Regions from separate parts of the Xenopus tropicalis genome. Here region 1 is linked to region 2. Evidence: chromatin contacts called from public Hi-C data. All regions are on one chromosome and are shown on one strand. Each heading gives the region's core, a stretch centred on a gene start, on an enhancer-like site or on the middle of the called end of the contact. The rest is flanking DNA. Distances are from core to core; before and after follow the strand shown. Region 1 overlaps tmbim1 (transmembrane BAX inhibitor motif containing 1). Region 2 holds the start of mcm6.2 (minichromosome maintenance complex component 6).

What was found. Hi-C and Micro-C count contacts between places; a contact is called where the count stands out from the background.
Region 1: a Hi-C map of liver shows a contact between it and region 2, with 2.5 times the contacts expected there. The contact joins the enhancer-like site here to the promoter of mcm6.2 in region 2. A contact is called at or near these places in 3 of 5 Hi-C or Micro-C datasets (brain, liver and neurula embryo).

What each region holds. Positions count from the first base shown.
Region 1 is chr9:82,115,442-82,121,963 of UCB_Xtro_10.0, forward strand. tmbim1 (transmembrane BAX inhibitor motif containing 1) reads right to left here. Exons shown (of 12, transcript NM_001030497.2): 10 at 5,369-5,464; 11 at 4,077-4,130; 12 at 3,028-3,301. The coding sequence ends at 3,155. It overlaps LOC101732850 (lactase-phlorizin hydrolase), which reads left to right. Exons shown (of 17, transcript XM_004917626.4): 17 at 289-1,016. The coding sequence ends at 590. Among named protein-coding and RNA genes, the nearest start is that of tmbim1, 19 kb to the right of the region's middle. Within about 2 kb of position 5,265, at least 7 of the 11 cell types and tissues checked have an H3K27ac peak or open chromatin away from gene starts, as enhancers often do. A contact at or near this core is called in liver and neurula embryo, where this site is marked.
Region 2 is chr9:82,079,843-82,086,069 of UCB_Xtro_10.0, forward strand. mcm6.2 (minichromosome maintenance complex component 6) reads left to right here and starts at 1,480. Exons shown (of 17, transcript NM_204062.1): 1 at 1,480-1,637; 2 at 3,395-3,541; 3 at 3,668-3,778; 4 at 4,019-4,268; 5 at 4,422-4,587; 6 at 4,792-4,937; 7 at 5,127-5,277; 8 at 5,363-5,504; 9 at 5,641-5,782. The coding sequence starts at 1,528.

The sequences.
Region 1 (6,522 bases), core at 4,015-6,514, 39 kb after region 2:
CAGTGCCCATTAGTTGTGCCAGTGAGGATCCAGTGCCCATTAGTTGTGCCAGTGAGGATCCACTGCCCATTAGTTGTGCCAGTGAGGATCCAGTGCCCATTAGTTGTGCCAGTGAGGATCCACTGCCCATTAGTTGTGCCAGTGAGGATCCACTGCTCATTAGCTGTGCCCAGCCCGGCACTGTATTGGGATGTGCATTTCCAAGATATTTCCCAAAGTCATATTGTTTATAAAGGGGAGAGAGAAGTGTAATACAAAGTATTAATTTGCCTTTCTAAACTCTTGTAGGCACAACCGCTCCTACGCCCACCCTCACCCACAGCACGCCCACCCTCACCCACAGCACGCCCACCCTCACCCACAGCACGCCCACCCTCACCCACAGCACGCCCACCCTCACCAAACCACCTTCCGGTGAAATTCAAGATACGGCCGTTTCCTTCCTTGGGCTGGAGATTTCACCCTCAGATGCCCAGACTGCCCTCTACGTGGAATTTGGCATTCTGATTGCAGCGGTTTTAGGAATCATCTTGTTTTCCATTTTCTACAGCAAATTAGCAAAGAAAGCAATGAAAGTGAGCAGCTTTTAAGTGATCGTATGATGCCAAAGTGTATGGACGCCATGATTCCAGGGTTGCCCCCGGGTGCATAATACCAAGGAAATGTGCTGTTTTGCTTTAGAAACCAGAATAAAGCTTTATTGGGCAGAGACCATTCCGACTCCCTGCAGTGAGTGCCACTTCCCACGCCCAACCCCCCAGGGCTCAGTGGTGCCACGTACCTGGTAACAATGTGTAAGTAGACAGAACCCCAGTATACAGACTAGGCTTTGCAGGCCCATTGGGTAATTACTGTACTGATCAGCCACTTAGCCCTGGTCATCTAATTAAGTGCCATATTTTCCATTCTGAGCAGAAATCACTGTACGGCAATGCTGTAAATATCTCCAGTATCTAAGCCTTTCAGCTTGAAATGTGGGTTTTTGTTCAATAAAGATCCCCAAATTTTCCTGTTTATCACTGAATTCTGCAGTTTGTCACCTATTTACATGTGGCGGTACCAGGGGTCGCCCAGATATACCAATGGGGCGGCTTCTATCAGTGACCATGCTGGGCAGTTGTGTCCTGCTCACCAGTTCTAGTGGTACTAACTGGGATCAACTCGGTACACTCTGCATTCACGTCCCCCTGCTGTAACCAGACCAGGTCTGGACTTGGATCCAAAATCAGCCCTGCAATCCAATTACACAAAGGCCCAAACACCCCCCCACCAGTCCAATAAATAGTGACTGTCTATGGCACCTTACGGCAGCCCCCCTGGCATTTGCCAGAACCCACAGATTGCCAGTCCGGCCTGAACCAGATTGGTGTGTAAGTGGCCAATATTCAGTGCCGGTACATGGCAGCTCCCCTACTGGCTACTATCAGAACTACACACGATACAAACCCAAGGTGGGATATAATTTTATTTACATAGAAAATAGAAATCTTGTCGGTAATATTGACATTAAGGCTTTGCCTGGCTCCCAGTCACTTGGTACAAAGGAAATATTTACATATAATGTACATTCTGTCCCACGCTCTCCGACTGATTATAAAACCCACAGGCAGGGGGCGCTTGGTTAAGAATACAGCGCCCAAACTGGCTGCATGGAAGGCCAAATCCTCTATGGATAAAGACATTATGGAGGCGCCATTAGCATTTCAGTGCACTTTAACACCTGCCCCATTAGCTGAGAATTAATAGGAATATTCTGGTCTGGTTCCATGATCCATGGGAGACGGTATTTCTGCTTAGTATTAGGGTATAGTAACCCCCACCCCATCCCTTTAATAAACCACTTACAGACCAGAATCTCTCTGTTCAAGCACTAATGGGGTGACCCCAGAATTCAGACTTGCTGTGGGGAGGGTGGGATGCAAAGTGCCTGTTAAAGAACAGAAAGGGACTAGAATTCTACTTGCGTCCGTGTAACAGGGCAGCACCTCGTATGCACATATAACAGTAAACAAAGTCAGTCCTCGGGCCCCAGAACAGCGCTTTATATTCCTCCCCTGGCAGATCAATCCGTGGGCCTAGAACTCTCACATATAAAACAGTATTGGGGCCACAGGTACCCAGCCAGGGTGGTATGTGAGCTACTGGCAGAGGACCCCCAAGAAAAACTGTATCAGAGGAATATATAGTAAACATACATTATATACAGAGTGCAAGGCTTGGCTTATGCCATTAAACAGCAGCTGATTTTAAAGGGGAAGTTTAACTTAAATTGTACTTTTAGCTAGGCGGCTTTCCAGTTTGGCAATAAAACCAACAGACCCAGGCAATAAGGCATTTCTCTACCAGAACAAAGTATGGATAAAAGTGCCCCTGAACAGAAAGACTTTAAAAAAAATTAAAATCTCATGATCAGTTTGCTTTCCATTGTTACAGTCACCGACCATTGCAACAGCACAGCAGCCTAAGCTTCACTTTGAAAACAGCCAGAATAGAAAAGCAAATAACTAAAAAAAAACAACACAATATTTAAAAACAAAGACCATCTGCAACGTTGCTTAGACTGCTCCCTTCTGCAACAACAATGAACTAAAATAAAGAAAATTAAACTTCCCCTTTATGTTGTTTGGGCACAATAAGCAAGAGGGACCTGCAGACTCTTTACAGAAGATGCCTCTCTATATGGGCAATAATCAAGCAGGGGGCAAGGGATTATGGGTTATTATGGCATTAGTGCCACTGTTAGGGAACCACTATTCCGGCCGGTTTAACTGAGCTGGCAACTAAAATGCATTTGGAATGTTCTGAAAATACATTTGTGGCATCACAGAATAGAGTTGCAATTATGTTAACAGTAACTACATCTCCCAGCATGCTCTGTGCCTGCCTCAGATACATAAGAAAGGGAAATAATTCCACATGGAAAATAATGAAAATGGTGTGACCCCTGGTATAGAAATGGAGGGGTGAATGGAGAAAAGGAGCTGGAAAAGACAGCACAGGAGCTGGGACCCCCAGACAAATGGGGGTACCTCTGAAGATGTCAGATCCCTCAGCTAAGGCAAAGTTAGACTAGAGGTAAAGGGGGAGGCATTATCCATAAGAGAGACAGGAGGAGGGAGGGGGGTGTTATCATTCCCAAGGAATTTGCTCGTGTTTACGTCCGGCTGCCGATAATCTGCAGCAGGTTCAGGAAGATGTACACAATGTCGGTGTAAATCTTAAGGGCGCCATAGACATACTCCTCGGGGTTGATAGTGTGCTTCCGGTTTCCAATCACCAGCTGAGTGTCAAACGCAAGGAACTGTTGGAAAAGAAGACAAACAGGAAATCAGAGAATATTTCCTAGTGGCATACGAAGAATCCTTATAATTTGCAAGTAGGGGGTACATTGTCCCTTATAAGTGATACTCAGAGTTCCCTGTATAACTCAGCCTGCAGCCTTGTGCCTTTATATGGGCACAGAACCCCTCAGTGACTGCTAATATCCTTATCATTTACAGTAGGGGGTACATTATCCCTTATAATACATGAGTGATACTCAGAGTTCCCTGTATAACTCAGCCTGCAGCCTTGTGCCTTTATATGGGCACAGAACCCCTCAGTGACTTCTTATATCCTTATCATTTACAGTAGGGGGTACATTATCCCTTATAATACATGAGTGATACTCAGAGTTCCCTGTATAACTCAGCCTGCAGCCTTGTGCCTTTATATGGGCACAGAACCCCTCAGTGACTGCTAATATCCTTATCATTTACAGTAGGGGGTACATTATCCCTTATAATACATGAGTGATACTCAGAGTTCCCTGTATAACTCAGCCTGCAGCCTTGTGCCTTTATATGGGCACAGAACCCCTCAGTGACTTTTAAAATCCTGATACTTCATAGTGGGGGGTACATTATATATTAGATATATTACTGATAAACATCCTAGGATGTGGAACATACTGAAGACACATTTTATCCTTTAACTTGAAGACCCAAGTCTTACATGGATTAGGAATATCATATGTACAAGTATGAATTATTCACAACCCCCTTCTCCCCACACACAAAATGGCTGACAGTACTAACCAGAGTGAAGACGATTGCTCCGAGTGCAGCATACAGCATGTGTAGCCAGTACACCTAGAACACAAACACATTGCAGTGACTGCTTCTTCCCCACATGATGCCCCATAAGAAACATTCATTTTAAGAATTGCATATTTAACTTGTGTATTTAATCAATACAAATATACTTTTAAAATATATACATATGTCCCTGTATTGTGGTAACATTGCTATTTGGAATTCTAAATGAAGGAACGTGCAATGTTTCCATTTATCCGCAGTACATGGAGTGGCCACCAGGTGTCAGCGATAATGTCTTGAATCACAGACACCATTTTGTTCCAGGGCTCCATGTAATTTATCTTGTAAACACAGGGCTGTTTTGAGCAGCTGCCTTCCTGTCTATATACACAGATACCCTGCAAGTATGGGAAGCCATTCCTCTAACTGACAGACCTTATTATAACTATTGGCACCTTACACAAAGCTGGGGGGGGGGGGTTAGTAAACATACAGCTTTCTCCAGTAGCGACTAACAGCATCGCTTTCCACACATATTTCAGTATATGGAACGTCATGCCTAATTATTCTTTTCAGGGAAATATATACGATTATTGTCCTGTAAAACAGCCCTATTCAATTTGCTGAGAGGCTTAATGACTTTTTGATTCTGGCAGTATTACCCTCTGTATATTTCATAACAGTAATGCCAATAGGTGCCCATATATACCATCATATGCCAAAGTGACAGATTCCATTAAATAACCTATTCCCTGGGTAATTGTGGGGAGAATTTACCTCACATTATTCACAGAGTCCCTGACTAAAGCCTCCTGAAATAAGCAGCCATTAATGTTGTGACCCATAATCTGAGGGAGTTGATGTCAGTCAGGGACGTCCCAGCATGAGTCGGCATGACTGAGCTGTTTCCATCATTCCTGAATTTCCAACATGGCTGAACTGTTTTCACTAGGGTTGGAAAATGTCAGGAGAAGGGAGCCAACTAACCATTTAATATGTGTAGAACTAGAAGACAAATAAACCCTTTTGTGGAGATTAAATTATCCAACGCAGTTTGGGTGCAACCTGTATGGCTGTGACAGTTCCCCCTTATGCTCCCCCCTCATCATATCCAACAGCCACAGTCACACTGCTCTCTGCTTCTCTCTGCTTCAGCTGACTCCACACACCCCTTCCCGTCACACATCAGCCGCTCCCACAGCAGAGTTATGCAGTGTTTCCCACAGCAGTGGGTGTGCCCTCCCCTCCCTTGTTCCATTCAGGGCCTTGCCCAAGCCATTTGGTTCACTTACATATTTAAAGGCCAAGACGATGGCTGTAACGATTCCTGTCACGAACATGACGATTCCCAAAACAGCAAACAACCCTGCGCAGGACGTAAAATCCACCTACCAGAGACAGAGAGAACACACTGAGATAGGACTGTTCTGCCCCCAATAAGGGGTAATTATATCTTAGTTGGGATCAAGTACAGATACTGTTTTATTATTACAGAGAAAAGGGAATCATTTAACCATTAAATAAACCCAATAGGACTGTTCTGCCCCCAATAAGGGGTAATTATATCTTAGTTGGGATCAAGTACAGGTACTGTTTTATTATTACAGAGAAAAGGGAATCATTTAACCATTAAATAAACCCAATAGGGCTGTTCTGCCCCAATAAGGGGTAATTATATCTTAATTGGGATCAAGTACAGGTACTGTTTTATTATTACAGAGAAAAGGGAATCATTTAACCATTAAATAAACCCAATAGGGCTGTTCTGCCCCCAATAAGGGTTAATTATATCTTAGTTGGGATCAAGTACAGGTACTGTTTTATTATTACAGAGAAAAGGGAATCATTTAACCATTAAATAAACCCAATAGGGCTGTTCTGCCCCCAATAAGGGGTAATTATATCTTAGTTGGGATCAAGTACAGGTACTGTTTTATTATTACAGAGAAAAGGGAATCATTTAACCATTAAATAAACCCAATAGGGCTGTTCTGCCCCCAATAAGGGGTAATTATATCTTAGTTGGGATCAAGTACAGGTACTGTTTTATTATTACAGAGAAAAGGGAATCATTTAACCATTAAATAAACCCAATAGGGCTGTTCTGCCCCCAATAAGGGGCAATTATATCTTAGTTGGGATCAAGTACAGGTACTGTTTTATTATTACAGAGAAAAGGGAATCATTTAACCATTAAATAAACCCAATAGGGCTGTTCTGCCCCAATAAGGGGTAATTATATCTTAGTTGGGATCAAGTACAGGTACTGTTTTATTATTACAGAGAAAAGGGAATCATTTAACCATTAAATAAACCCAATAGGGCTGTTCTGCCCCCAATAAGGGGTAATTATATCTTAGTTGGGATCAAGTACAGGTACTGTTTTATTATTACAGAGAAAAGGGAATCATTTAACCATTAAATAAACCCAATAGGGCTGTTCTGC
Region 2 (6,227 bases), core at 230-2,729:
TGACAGTGTTGGGCAGACGTATCAGACTAATGGGTTGGGCAGCAGCTCTGATTCACTGAGATTTACTTACAGCTCCATGGAGTGGAACAGACATAAATACTGTATATTGGGCACATATATTTATATATTGGGCTTATTAGTGCCGCTGTCGGTACTGTGGGCCTGGCCACTGGGTAAGTGAGAAGCGCTGGGTCTCTGTAACAATAAAAGACACAAACTGGCCCCTTTCTGCTTCATGGTGCTTTTGGCTGCTTCTAAAAGCCCCAGTATTACCAGTAAGGGCAATTGTATATATTGCTGAACCAGTCACCCCTTTCCCAGTATCCCATAATGGCATAAACACCCCTATTCATCCTTCAGTGCCATGTGTGCCAATGAGCTGTACAGAATACACAACTTGGGCACAGAATCCCTACAAAGTGTAAGTAAAGGTACGGAGTAAAATCTGCTGAGTTACTTTTTAGTAGGATAGAGACAATTTGCGATTGGTCTTCGTTTTTTATTATTTGTAGTTTTTTTTAGTTATTTCACTTTTTGTTCAGGAGCTCTGCATCTTGGAGTTTCAGTGGCTGGTTGCTAGGGTCCAAGTTAGCTTAGCAACCAAGGAGCGGTTTGGATGAGAGAATGGTATATGTATAGGCACGGGCCTAAATAGAAAAGAAAGCTACAAAAAGTAACAATAACAATAAAACTGTAGCCTTGAGGAGCAATAGGTTTTTTGGCCCCTGTTTCAATAATGTAAAAAGTTAGATGGCGGCAAATAATTAAAAAAAACTCTAACAAATAAATAATGAAGACCAATTGAAAAGTTGCTTAGAATTGGCCATTCTATAACATGGTAAAAGTGAACCGCCCCTTTCAATTGGCAGCTTCCCTGGGGTAAATAGATCAGGGTATCCCCAGTATTTACAGGGTACATGTAAGTATTTGTACATATTTGTTAATTGTCATATTGTTAAAGGGTAAGTAAGAGGTGCCAATCCCTTTCCCACACTCCCAGAGCCACTCATAGCCCGGCCATTTTAGGCTACTGCTTTATACCTTCTGATTATATATTAAACACAAAACTTCGTGTAGTAATAGTAAAATCACTAAGTTGTACGCTGCAGACTGCACTGATTTCTGTATAGCCATGCAATATGCAATACAATCCGCCTCCCAACCTGACTGGTTAAAGAAAGGTTGGCCAACACCTCAGCTCCACAGAAGCCCCGCCTCCTCCCATACAATTTGCCTCAGGATTTTCACATGGGGCTGCAGCACAACATAGAAATATAATATCATTCTCGCCACTGGGTGGCGCTGCGTATTGAAGTTTACCATTCCTCGCATCCTGTGAAACCCTCCAGTTCCCGCCCCTCTTGTACAGGACGCAGTCCGATTGGTGGCAGTGTGGCGCGAAAATGCAGAGCGCCGCTACGGCATTGGTTAACCACTGGCGCGAAACGGGAACACGTGATCTTAGTTCGCGGGGAAAATCCGGCATTGTGAGTGAGCGGCTGCAGTGTTCTTATCGGTGAGAGCAACATGGACCTGGTAGATCCTTCCCAGAGCGCCGCCGCGGCAGCCGGAACCCAAACGGTTAAGGATGAGGTGTCTGAGAAGTGCCAGAAGCTGTTCCAGGACTTCCTGGAGGAGTGAGTGCGGGGACCGGGGAACCAGCGGCGGCGGTAGAGTTAATATAAGTGTCTAGGGGGGCAGGTTAAAGGGTAGGGCCGGGGGGCTGTCAGTAAGTAGGTTAGGTATGTACTGCCCCCCCCCCACTTGTTGTACTATAACTCTAGGCATTGCCCTGGGGTAGGTAGGCATTGCCCTGGGGTAGGTAGGTATTGCCCTGGGGTAGGTAGGCATTGCCCTGGGGTATTTGGGGCCCAGATGTGTATAATGCCCGGGGTATATAGAGGTGGGTGACTGGGGGGGCATTCCTGTCTCCCATGTTGTGCCCCCGGCTGCATTCAGTCTGCATCTTGTACCCAGCAGTCTGTGCGGCACAGGGTATTCCTTGTAAGGCTGCAGTGCCAGAGAGGATGCTGGGAGTTGGTGTCTGTAAGTTGTATAGTGAGTCTGTGTAACCTGCACAGTACTGTGTATAATTCTTTCTTTAAATATACAATATATCATATGTATTCTGCTAATAAAGGCTTTCTACCTGTCTGCTTTCTTTCTACTGTGCCTTATACATCCTGCCCTTGTCCCTATGTGCAGTCTCCCTGTCACCTGATTTGTCCCTCCTCCAGCCCTAACTTACATATAAAGCACTTGCAGGCCTAGGCTGTATTCTGGCCAATGCCCTGGGGGCTGCTATTAGGTATATAAGGTCCCTACAGGCCGCCAGTACTTATTGGGCCTCTTGGTATTTGGATCTCACTTTGGATCTGTTTCCCTGTGAGTCTGAATCTGGAAGTGCCTGTTCAGTGTAACAAGAGTAAGGACAATATGAAAACAGACACTGTCACAAAGCAATGTTTAGTTACATGTAAAATAATTTCTGGAAGCCATCGGGTTGCTTAAATTCAGCCTTTGCAGGGAAGTGTAATAGATTTTGGGGACATACACATTATTATTTATATAGTGCCATCAATTTGTGCAGAGCTTTACACAACAGAGGGGTACAAAAGACATAACAGTTAACATGTACATATAAACTATTCACAAAAATGGTTTGCAGTTACATTGGATGAGCATCTGAGGCACTAGGGGGAGGGCCCTGCTCACAAGAGCTTACATTCTAAAAGGGAGGGGTGAGACATAAGGTCAGGGTAACTAGCATGGTGTTAGAGTTAATGTAGGTGTGTAAAGTGACAGGTGACAATAGTAACACACTTACTAACACCTTTGGGTGGGGTTATGTTTGTAGGTTGTTGCCCCCCTTTAGTAAACACAGACTGAGGTAGTAATGTGCTGGCTGCATTGCTTCCTGAGTAGGGTTTAGTTTATAAGTGCTGATAGCCCTTCCAGCCTAGTCTGCTTGCACTGGGTTTATTAGACATTCACCCTATCTATATCAACTTGTTTTCCCCAAAATGCTCAGCACCCCTAGTATAATTCCCTTGCTGGGTGAGTAAAAGCAATCTCCACTTCTTGGAGGAGGTTTGTCCACTTTATTACAATGCCCGGAGCTGTGGGTCTGTCCCTGCTTCCCTCTCGCCACATAGAACTGCTTACAGAAGGTTGTTGGGCTTCTGCATCAGATACAAAATAAATATGGAGTACAGGCTGTGTATAAGGTGATGTTACCCAGGCCTCTGTGCTCTGCTTTAGGCACAAGTGATTCCAGTTATGGAACAGATACAAAGCAAACACGGTGCTGTTGGACAAAGTAATTTAATTTTGTTAATACAAAATGATCACTTGTTTGTATACATTTCTAACAACTGGCCTCACTTGCCTGTAGATTCCGGGGTAGCGACGGGGAGCTGAAGTACCAGAGTGACGCAGAGGAACTCATCAGGCCGGAGAGGAACACGCTGCTCGTCAGCTTCATCGACTTGGAGCAGTTTAACCAGCAGCTCGCTACAACCATCCAGGAGGAGTTCTACAGGTGAGAACAGATATTATCCCTCCTGTATGAACCCGAGGAACCACCCCCTCAGCCCGGGTTCCATCTCTGGGCGTCCATCTTTTATACTGGTATTAAACATGGTGATTGTCTTTTCCTTCCCTTTAGGGTGTATCCGTACCTCTGTCGAGCAGTGAAAGCCTTTGCCCGCGATCATGGAAACGTTCCACAGAACAAGGAATTCTACGTTGCCTTCCAGGATCTGCCCACTCGACATAAGTAAGAGTCAGGATACATTTTAATTAGAATAAAGAGGGAGGGGGTTACAAAGTGGGAGGCCTCTAGTTGACTATCTTTGTTATTATTAAAACATTTATAAACATATTCCATAACCCTGTACAGTACATTAATGTATACATTAAGAGGTAAAGAGGACCCTGCCCAAAAGAGCTTACAATTTAAAAAGATGTCTAGTTTGCTGATACAACTTTTCTACTTTTCCAACCTACTGTGTTCTAGAATCCGAGAGCTGACGACCCCTCGCATCGGATCTCTGCTGCGGATCAGCGGTCAAGTGGTTCGGACTCACCCAGTCCATCCGGAACTGGTCAGTGGGACCTTCCTTTGCTTGGACTGCCAGACCTTGGTGAGGGATGTGGAGCAGCAGTTTAAGTACACACAGCCGAGCATCTGCAGGAACCCGGTGTGCGCCAACAGGAGGAGGTTCATGTTGGATACAAACAAATCCAGATTTGTTGATTTCCAGAAGGTAAAAAAAGTTTTAATATATTTTAATGGGTTTTGTTGCACCAATACAGCCAGAGTACAAACAAGGGCTCAGAGTTTTCTACAGGGTTTAAATTCTAGAAGCACTTCTGTAGGTTTTATGGCACCGTTGAAGAATCCCATATTGTTTGTGCAGGTTCGTATTCAGGAAACGCAGGCAGAGCTCCCGCGAGGCAGCATCCCCCGGAGCGTCGAAGTGATCCTACGGGCAGAAGCTGTTGAGTCGTGTCAGGCCGGTGATAGGTGCGACTTTACCGGATCTCTGATTGTTGTGCCGGATATTTCCCAGCTGGCAACTCCAGGTACTTGGCACAAAATGCCCACAATCTGCTCTGCTGTCAGATTCACTGCTGTGTTCCTGCACATATCTGCCACTTGATTATCTCAGTATAGACACAAGTACTTACCCATAACCAAAATAACTAATGACCTAATAGAGAGGGTATAAAAAAAGTCAGCTGTTTTTATTAGGAGGTTTATTATACCGGATTTTTGTCTCCTTACAGGTGTCCGTGCAGAGACCAGCGCCAGGGTGGGCGGAACAGAAGGGTACCAGGCTGAAGGTGTCCAAGGTCTCCGAGCCCTTGGTGTTCGAGATCTCTCCTATAAATTGGTTTTCCTTGCGTGCTACGTCTGCCCAACCAACCCAAGGGTAAGTAGGAATAATATCTGTTTTATACCTTTTTTTATTTTTATTTTCTTTTGGCACATACAACATTCCATTTTTATTACTAATGTTCTTTCTTAAAGGTGAATATGACAAATGCCAACTATATACTGTAATGTTTATCATTAAAATACAATAGCCCAGGAATGACTTTCCCTGTTGCTGTTGTTCCAGTTTGGTGGGAAGGATCTACATGAGGAGGACATGACTGCAGAGAGCATCAAAAACCAGATGTCTGTGAAGGAATGGGAGAAGGTGTTTGAGATGAGTCAAGACAAAAACCTGTACCATAACCTCTGTACCAGCCTCTTCCCAACTGTACACGGTGAGCCGTTGAATCACATCAGGATCTTTGTAACCCTGTAGGAGTTTGCTGCTTTTTCTAATGGACTGTTCCATTGCTGTTTCAGGTAACGATGAAGTAAAGAGGGGTATCTTACTGATGCTGTTTGGGGGTGTCCCTAAGACAACAATGGAGGGCACATCTTTACGTGGAGACATTAATGTTTGTATTGTTGGAGATCCGAGTACAGCCAAGAGCCAGTTCCTCAAGTGAGTAAAGTCTGCGATGATTCGGAAATCTTTAATTACTATTTTCGCCTATAACTGAGAATACTAAGTTAGGGGAAAGGGAGGGTGCTGGTGCATGTTACCCTTTTTCCTGTAATAAATGAGTTGTTGTTTTCAGGCACGTTGAGGAGTTCAGTCCCCGTGCAGTTTACACTAGTGGGAAAGCCTCCAGTGCCGCCGGTCTGACAGCAGCCGTCGTGAAAGATGAAGAATCATATGAGTTTGTGATTGAGGCTGGAGCCCTGATGCTCGCTGACAATGTGAGTATTCCGAGCTGGCGCCTAGTGCAGCGTGTTAACAGCTTGCCGAGGGTTAACCCAAAGCCTTTGTGCGTGGTGCTAGCCATACACGCACTGATATAACCATACAAGAGAATTTTCTTACCAGTTATCCAACCAGTCCAAACGACTAAATGATTGATCGCCATGATCAATCATTTAGTTGTTTGGACTGGTTGGATAACAATAAAATCTGCGAATGTATTGCGTATCTGCCGATATCCTTGGGGGACCTACAACATATTTCCAGGAAGTCACTTTGGTACGATTGGTCTCTGCCAACTATTTCATGTTCAGAACATCCTCCCATTTGTTATATTTAGGGCTTTATCCTACAATTTCAGGCTGAATGTTAGTTTTAGATCGTTGCGTTTAAACGTTCAGTCAGTACCCGAACATTTGTCGGAAGAAGACTAAAACCTGAATG